2 separate regions of the Mus musculus genome follow, and region 1 is linked to region 2. A link is a contact called in public HiChIP or PLAC-seq data. All regions are on one chromosome and are shown on one strand. Each heading gives the region's core, a stretch centred on a gene start, on an enhancer-like site or on the middle of the called end of the contact. The rest is flanking DNA. Distances are from core to core; before and after follow the strand shown. Region 1 has its middle 41 kb from the start of Fhdc1. Region 2 has its middle 46 kb from the start of 4930565D16Rik.

Region 1 (3,784 bases), core at 1,085-3,584, 100 kb before region 2:
TCATTCTGCCCTTCGAAGCCAGTCTGTCCATACATGGACCCATGGCTGTGACATCAAGGAGCCTGGCATTTGTGGCCACCATCTTGTGGGGTGAAGGTGAAAGACCTTGCAATGAGGAAGTCTGAAGTCCCCAATGTTGGATTCATGGGAGCTTGGAATCTGCTCCTAGGCTTTGCCTCTGGCAGCCTCAGGCTCTTCCAAGGATCACATCATGCAGACAGTGTTCAACCTGCAAGGCAGATGCTGTTCTTGAAGTTTATCTGGGTTTTAGTTGAGGAATTGGGACTGCGCTTCCCTCAGTAATCATAGCTCACCCCAGAAGTAGTTTTCACAGAAACTCTGCTATATATACAGTCCGAATGCTTGCATCAGCCGTCTGCCTCCACACACTCCATCTGATGGAGGCTAAAGCCAAGTTGGAGGTGGTATTAGGAGCTGGGGCCTCTGGGAAATGCTTAGTGTGAGGGTAGAACTTTTGAGAATAGGGTTAGTGCACTTACAAAAGAGCCTTCCACCATGAGGGGACCCAGTGAGAAGGCACCGTCACGAACCAGGAAGCAGCATCTCCTGTTTTGACCTTGGACTTTGTAGCCTCTAGAACGATGGGAAATCAATTCCCTATTTTGGGGTAACTTTTCTTGGTGTGTGGGAATTTGTTATGGCAACCTGCATGGACTATGACACCATCTGTAAGAGGGCTGTGGCTATGATATTGTCACAAAAAAGGAACTCCACTTATAGCAGCATTTCTAGAGCAAAGTGCAGCATTCCATGTCAGGAGCACGTGTCAGGGGCATCAAGAGCATTTTCGCCCTATTTCCTAACAGCAGTTGAGGCTAAGGCATGTGACCTGAGGGAACAAGTAACCAGTGATCTAACTTCTCCACTCAAAGTCAGCCCCTCCGGACAAATGCAAAGGCAGGCCGAAGTGTAGATACCTTCTAGGCCAGTCCCAGGAAACATGGGCAAATTCTTTATCTGTGATTTTTCTTTTGCCTGTTCTTGGTAAGACACACATTGGCCCCACAGAAAGGAAATTGCTCCCTGTTTTACATTTCCCAGAAAGAGGGCTAGATTCAACTGTTTGCTGCCTGGGTACCCTCAAGAAGGTGGCAAGCATGACGGGAAGGTAGCCAGGGCTGCCATCTGGTAGTTAGTCAACTAGGCAGTGTTGGTGACAGACAGGATGTTCCACACAGACAATGAGCTCTCTCTCTTTGGAGACTTCCAGATCTGGGCATCCAGCAGTACCAGTGTGTGGAGGCCTCTGGGAACGCAATCATGGGGTCAATGGTTCCTGCTCCCACCCCAGGCCTACTGAGTCAGAATCTTCCCAAGGAGCTCCTAGTTTAGAACTTTAAGCTACTTCCTAGTGGCTCACTGTTCATCTGGTCATTGAGGTAGACCAGAAGGCTAATTGGCCTTTCTGCTTTAGTCTCAAGGTGTGTGTGCTGCTTGGGCATCCCCTCCACATGGGGACACTCATTGATCAGTTGCTTCTTCTTAGAGCCTGTGTTGGATACTACAATGTCTCACTCCCCAGGCAAATCATGCAATACTTAGCCACGATTTTGAATCTGGAACTTTCAGTCATGCAGTGTCCCTGAGGACAACTCCAGGGGCGACAGGAAGTGACATTTCACTCCAGCTTACAGCAGCAGGCCTTTAGAAAGATCAGAGCTTCGTGCACAGGAGGCAGCCCAGGCTGAACCTTGCCAAGCTGCTCTTGGGGATGTTATCATCAGGCTTCCCAAGTGCTGAAGCATTCCACAGCCTCTGGGGGGTGAGGGAGGGTGGCACTGGATTCTTTGAGAATTGAGCTAGTGGCTGGGGTTTCTTCCTGCTTACTGCATCCCTGGGGCTGGGCATGACCCCAGGTATGACGAGTGATGGCCTCGCTTACAGGACGAGGGTGGGCACGGCTATTCAGGGTGCTGACTTTGCATCTTGGGTAGGCACCATGTGCTCTCCACCATCGTTCAGCACTGAAGGAGAGGGCTCTGGCTAGCCCTCAACCCTGGACAGAAGCACAGACTCACCTCTTCCCAAAGCTGCTCCTCCCTTCCCAAAGCCATCCATCCCCTCCAGTGAATGGCTCCCTGCTGGTCTGAGAAAGCTGCTGACCGACCGACCGACCGACCGGGACTGTCTCAGTACTTTCAGGGACAGCCATTATATGGGCAAGCACTGGAGACTGGAGAGTTTGAGCTCTTTGGATGAAAATGTTGGAGGAGCTTCAGAAACTGTTCCGGCAAGAACAGTACCTCCATTCAGCGGCTGCTCACCGGTCAGGGCTATCTCCTTGTTTCCCAAGGCCTAAGTGCTTCCCAGCAGCTGATTCATCTCCGGGGAGGAGAGGAAAGCAGTGGGCTGCCTGCAGGGCAGGCTTCTTCACTCTGCTGAGAGACAGACTGATGACCCGCCTTCCCGCCCCCGCAGGACCTCCTACTCCCAAGTTCAAGATGACTCCAATACATAGAAGTTGGAGTTGCTAGGCAAGCAGCTGGCTAACAGGCCCGGTTGCTCGTGGCACTTTCCCAAGCCCCTGATTTCCTCACTGGCTCATAACATTAGAGTCTGGCTACAGCGTGTTTCCCCCAAAGCAGAAGGCTTTGCAAGTATTCATCACACTTTCGATTCAGCCACTAAGGGGGCGGGGATTCCACTTGGCAACTGAGAAATTCTGGGAGCCAGACGGCCACCAGCGCACTACCATTGACCACTTTCATGTAGTCGTAGTACCAGGGTAAGGCTGGGCTGTCTATATCTCTGGGCACTGCCTTCAGCCTGGGGACCCACCTTCTAGGAAGGACACTCATGAGGTTGCACATGGCAGAGAAGGACATGGCCAGTCAGGTCTTGACCAACGTGTCTAAGGATACATAGCTGAGGTCACTAAGATCGTTGAAACTGAGTTATAAGAGTGGGGTGGTAGAATCATCTGATTTTATGCCTTCCAAAGATGACAACTCTTTAGGTTCTCCCTAGGTGAGAGAAGTCTGTGTCCCTTCTACTGGAATGCTCCAGCCCTGTAGGACTGCCCCTGTGTTCACAACTGACTTGATCTAGAAGTACTTGAAGGCCATTTTCATGTGCAAGGGACATATCCCAGAAAGGACGGCGGCACCTTCTCATGTGTTGAGACGATGCTCCTAATTGTCGTTGCAAGCACACCAGCTCACGGAGCTGCCCTTAGAGCAGCTCCACAGAACATGACAGTCTGAAAGCAGGATTGTTTGTCACTGGTACCAGGTCAGAGCCCAGATATGGCACCCCCATTGGGGCAGTAGGGGATGAGTGAGTCAGGCTGGCTCCAGCTATGCCCACAGGATGGAAACGTTTTGAGAGACCTCTATGTGGCAGGCAGAGGGGCCAGCAGACTCCATAACTGCCCCATGACCGACACCCTATCTGGCTGAGACCTTGGGCAGGTCACTGACCTGAAATACATTTAATTTTTGCTTCCTCCTCCAGTGGAGAATTCAAGGCAGAGTATGACACCTGACGGTACCTAATAGCCAGGTCGTGCTGCATTTATCAGATCTATAAAAGATGTTTGCTTCTAAAGCCCATGATCTCATCCTACAGGTCAAAGTCTTCAGGAGATTTCCTCCTATCCAGGTCTCCCGGAGTCCCTCTCTCCGGGGCAATGTTTGCCCAACATTTATAAGGTGCCCTCTATATAGCAGTGAGCACTGTGTTCGTGCCAGGAAAGACCAAAGGGACGCAGTGTGTCCAGAGCTCAAGTTCAAGTCAGCAAGTTCATTAGGATCATGAGGAACAA
Region 2 (3,499 bases), core at 566-3,065:
CTGCAGTTCTGATGAGATGGATATTAGCCAACAGTGTAACACCAGGATTTAGAAACCTCTCTCCTGGCCATTTATTTTCATTGCAAAACAGTACGAGCGGATTGCGACTTGTTCACCTTCTTTGCTGGAGAGCGTTTGTGTCGTTTGCCCTGTCTTTACACAGGGGTATGCACTCACACCCACGGCTCACTGAGGGTGGATTTGCCATTTCCAGCCTAGTGCAGCTTTACAGCTTTAACCTGTGGGTCAACCAGATCGCAGCTCTGCCTGTATAGCAGGATGTGAAAGTTGCTCTCCCCCACAGCCTCACAGGGCTTAGAATCCAAGTGTCTCCTAATCTACACAGTGAGAACCCCCCCCCCCCCCACCACCACCACCGTGATTTAAATTTGCATGTCACTGCTTCCAAATGAGACATCTCACTAGGGGGTTTTCAGGGATCCTCTTTTCTGAATCCATTAATTATGTCTTTGTCAAGTTTTTTTTCTTTTCCTATTGGGTTGTTGCCATGTTTACTGATTTTAAGGACTCCTGTATATACTAGACGCTTTTCCTGGATCAGCTTTTTATTGGGGCGGGGCACTTTGTTTTAATTTTCAAAAGAGGGGGGAAATTCGCTTAATAAACTAGAGGGCGCTGAGTGCGATGTAAATTTCTAGCGAGATCTAGAACGGATGGGAAAGTGGATGACTTGTGGCAACTGAGCATGGAGTTATGATCGTTGGGAGGAGCCTAGGTTACAGAAAACCAGTCACGCCGGACTTGTCTCGGAAAGGCTTCAGTTGCGGGCCACCACCTTTTGGGCGACACGCATGAATGATGAGCGCACTGTGCCCGCACGTACATTTCATGAAGCCCTGGAGACCGGTTACCTCCTTCATGGTGCAGAGCTCAGCAGCGACTGTGGAGGATCCCTGGGCCATAGAGCAGGGAGAGCAGGGATGTTTGTGGAGGGGTTTCTGCGAGTCCGTAACCTTGGCCTTGCCGTAAGGGAGATGCTGAACTGTAGACATGGGATAAAAATCAGTTACAACTGTGTCCTATGAATCCCGCAAGAATTTTCTGGAGACTTATATATACTTGGGCTGGGTACTGACCCATTCAACAAACTCATTGGTTTCTCTAAGAGGGGACAGAGGGGACATGGAAATCCTGTGTAAGTGTCTTGAAAGTGAATTTGGAGAATAACATCTGTACCCTAAATTTAACCTAAATGCAAATTCCCAAGGACACGTCAAAAGGGTCCAATTCATCACCTTGTCTGCCCCTCCCTGTCACCAAAATCCTCACTAGGGAGGATGTGAGAGAGACAGCCAGCCATATGAGGCTCGGGAGAAGCTGGGGCACCGTGGCAGCGTGCAGTGGAGCAGTGGCAGGCAGACTGGTCTGGCCAGTGTGCGGCCTGAGGAGCATCTGCGTTCAAGGCCAGCAGGAGCTGGGGAGCTGGAGCTGGGCCCCGCTGCTTCCAGACTCACTCGCTGTTGCCTAAATGCTCCTGGAACCCTAAACCCATACTGAAACCCAACCGCAAGGTGGCGCTATTGAAGTAACCCTTGGGAGCTGAGTGGGTAGAGTGGTACCTCCCCACCCCCTCCCCGCCCCCACGTACAAAGGGATTGGTGACCCTATCAAAGACAAGGGGTGTTTCGCTTATGCCACAGCAGGACACAGGAGGAAGTATGACTGTCCAAACCAGGAAGCAGCTCTCACCAGAGACCAGATATACTTTTACCTTGGACTTCTTTGGTTCTCCAAATTGTGAGAACTAAGTTTCAGTTGTCCAGAGGCCTTTCAGCCCGTGGTGCCTTGTCATAGACGTCTGAGTGAGCCCAACACTGTCTCTTGTGGAGATTCACCCACATTCTTCAACCATATAAGGCGTAATGTCTGGGCAGCATTCCATCCCACGGCGGTTTCATAATTTATATAGCAGACCCCATAGTGTAGAAAATACACGAATATAAATCCTGAGATCCAATCTGGACATTATTCTAGACAAACAAGCGCCAGCACTTCAACTCTGCCCTGAGGTACTCTGTCAGCAGCCGTAAAGGCAGCTGCGCTGGCCCAGTCCTCCAGGCACTGGGAGCAGGTGTGCCAGGTGACAGCTTGATCAGCTGTCAGTGGGAGGGGTCCCCTGAGGCCAGCAACAGGGCAGCCTTGTGCTGAGCCCCTCAGTCCCTCCGTTCCACCTGAATTTTCAGGCAATTGTCCCCATGCTTAGACATCAGTATGGCTCCAGTGTCCCAGGCCTCTCGTCCTCCAGTGAACGCCACGCCTCAGGGTCTTCTTTCTAGGTCCCTTCCCTTCCTGTGTTAGCAGGGACAGACTGACCTCAGGACAGTGCTTACCTGGTCATACCCAACCCAACTGCTGTTTCAAAATTCTATTTTCTCTCACTTTATTGTTTCATTTTCTTATTTTTGGTTTCCAGGGATGGAACCCAGTCTCACACTCAGCCTACCTCGGACTTTCTTCTCTCCCTGTCCCTGTCCCTCTCTCCCTGTCCCTCTCTCCCTCCTCCTCTCCCTCTCCCTCTTTCCCTCTCCCTCTTCCTCTCCCCCTCTCTCCCCTCTCCCTCTCTCCCTCTCTCCCCCCTCCACCTCCCCTCCCCTTACTGAAGGTCTGGCTCTAGCCCGGCCATTCAAGCCTTCCTCTTTTACCAAAAGCTTATTGTAGGGACCTGCAAGTGGGCTCACGACACCCCAAGACAGGGTTCTCAGCACAACTGCGATTTATTTGCCCCAGAGGGACAGAGGTCAGGGAATAAGAAACAAAGACAGGAGACAGAGGAGGAGGGAGAAGGGGACAGGAACAAGGGAGAGGGCGAAGGGATATTTGTCGGAAACAAAGGACTGCCCCTGGAGAGAGCAAAGCAGACAGGGTTGGCTCGTGGGCAAATGGTAGTCTATACAGGTTGAAGGGAGCAGCCCCACCCAGCCCGGGTTGAGATGAAATGTTTATATCTGATGGGGATTTCAATAGCCGGACCTAGGTAGTCAGCCTCAGGGGGTAGAAGTGGCCAAATGAGGGAATAGACCTTGGTGGCCAGCTACAGGAATATCATCTAATGGGTTTTAGCAAGGCAGAGGGAATGGCTGGCCAGAGTCCCTTCAGTCAGCCCCTGTATTAAAAACAAGCCACTCCTGATCTTGCTGATCTGGCTAACACTTCTCTCCTCAATATTTTCACACCCATGTGAAGGTGAAGAAGCCAGTTAGCTCCTTAGGGGCTGCTATAAAAAATTCCTTCCAACTGAGTACTTAAATATTAGCTCGCTCACAGTTGTATAGGCTGGAAGGCTTAAGTCAAGACATGTGCAGTCCTGCTGGGGACTTGGGAAGAATCCTGCTTTGTCTCAGCCACACTATCTCACCTGTGGTTGAGGAACACCTGTCTCTTCAGGGGCCTTCTCTTATGGGCCTTGTCCTCTCACCATTCTGTCCTAAGAGCTTTAACATACAATATGATGTTGCAATGTGGGCATGCAAGGAGCTGA

What was found. HiChIP or PLAC-seq counts read pairs in DNA pulled down with a chosen protein or histone mark.
Region 1: a CTCF HiChIP or PLAC-seq map of the NIH/3T3 cell line shows a contact between it and region 2, with 13 read pairs. The contact joins two enhancer-like sites. A contact is called at or near these places in 1 of 15 datasets of contacts at CTCF or cohesin (the NIH/3T3 cell line), 4 of 484 Hi-C or Micro-C datasets (colon epithelium, embryonic stem cells, epidermal suprabasal cells and 1 more), 7 of 115 datasets of contacts at active chromatin or transcription factors (embryonic stem cells, fetal liver, large pre-B cells and 2 more) and 1 of 9 other capture datasets (embryonic stem cells).

Annotation. Positions count from the first base shown.
Region 1 is chr3:84,436,996-84,440,779 of GRCm38.p6, reverse strand. No RefSeq gene overlaps it. Among named protein-coding and RNA genes, the nearest start is that of Fhdc1, 41 kb to the left of the region's middle. Within about 2 kb of position 2,334, at least 81 of the 459 cell types and tissues checked have an H3K27ac peak or open chromatin away from gene starts, as enhancers often do. A contact at or near this core is called in the NIH/3T3 cell line and trophoblast stem cells, where this site is marked.
Region 2 is chr3:84,332,212-84,335,710 of GRCm38.p6, reverse strand. No RefSeq gene overlaps it. Among named protein-coding and RNA genes, the nearest start is that of 4930565D16Rik, 46 kb to the left of the region's middle. Within about 2 kb of position 1,815, at least 59 of the 459 cell types and tissues checked have an H3K27ac peak or open chromatin away from gene starts, as enhancers often do. A contact at or near this core is called in the NIH/3T3 cell line and trophoblast stem cells, where this site is marked.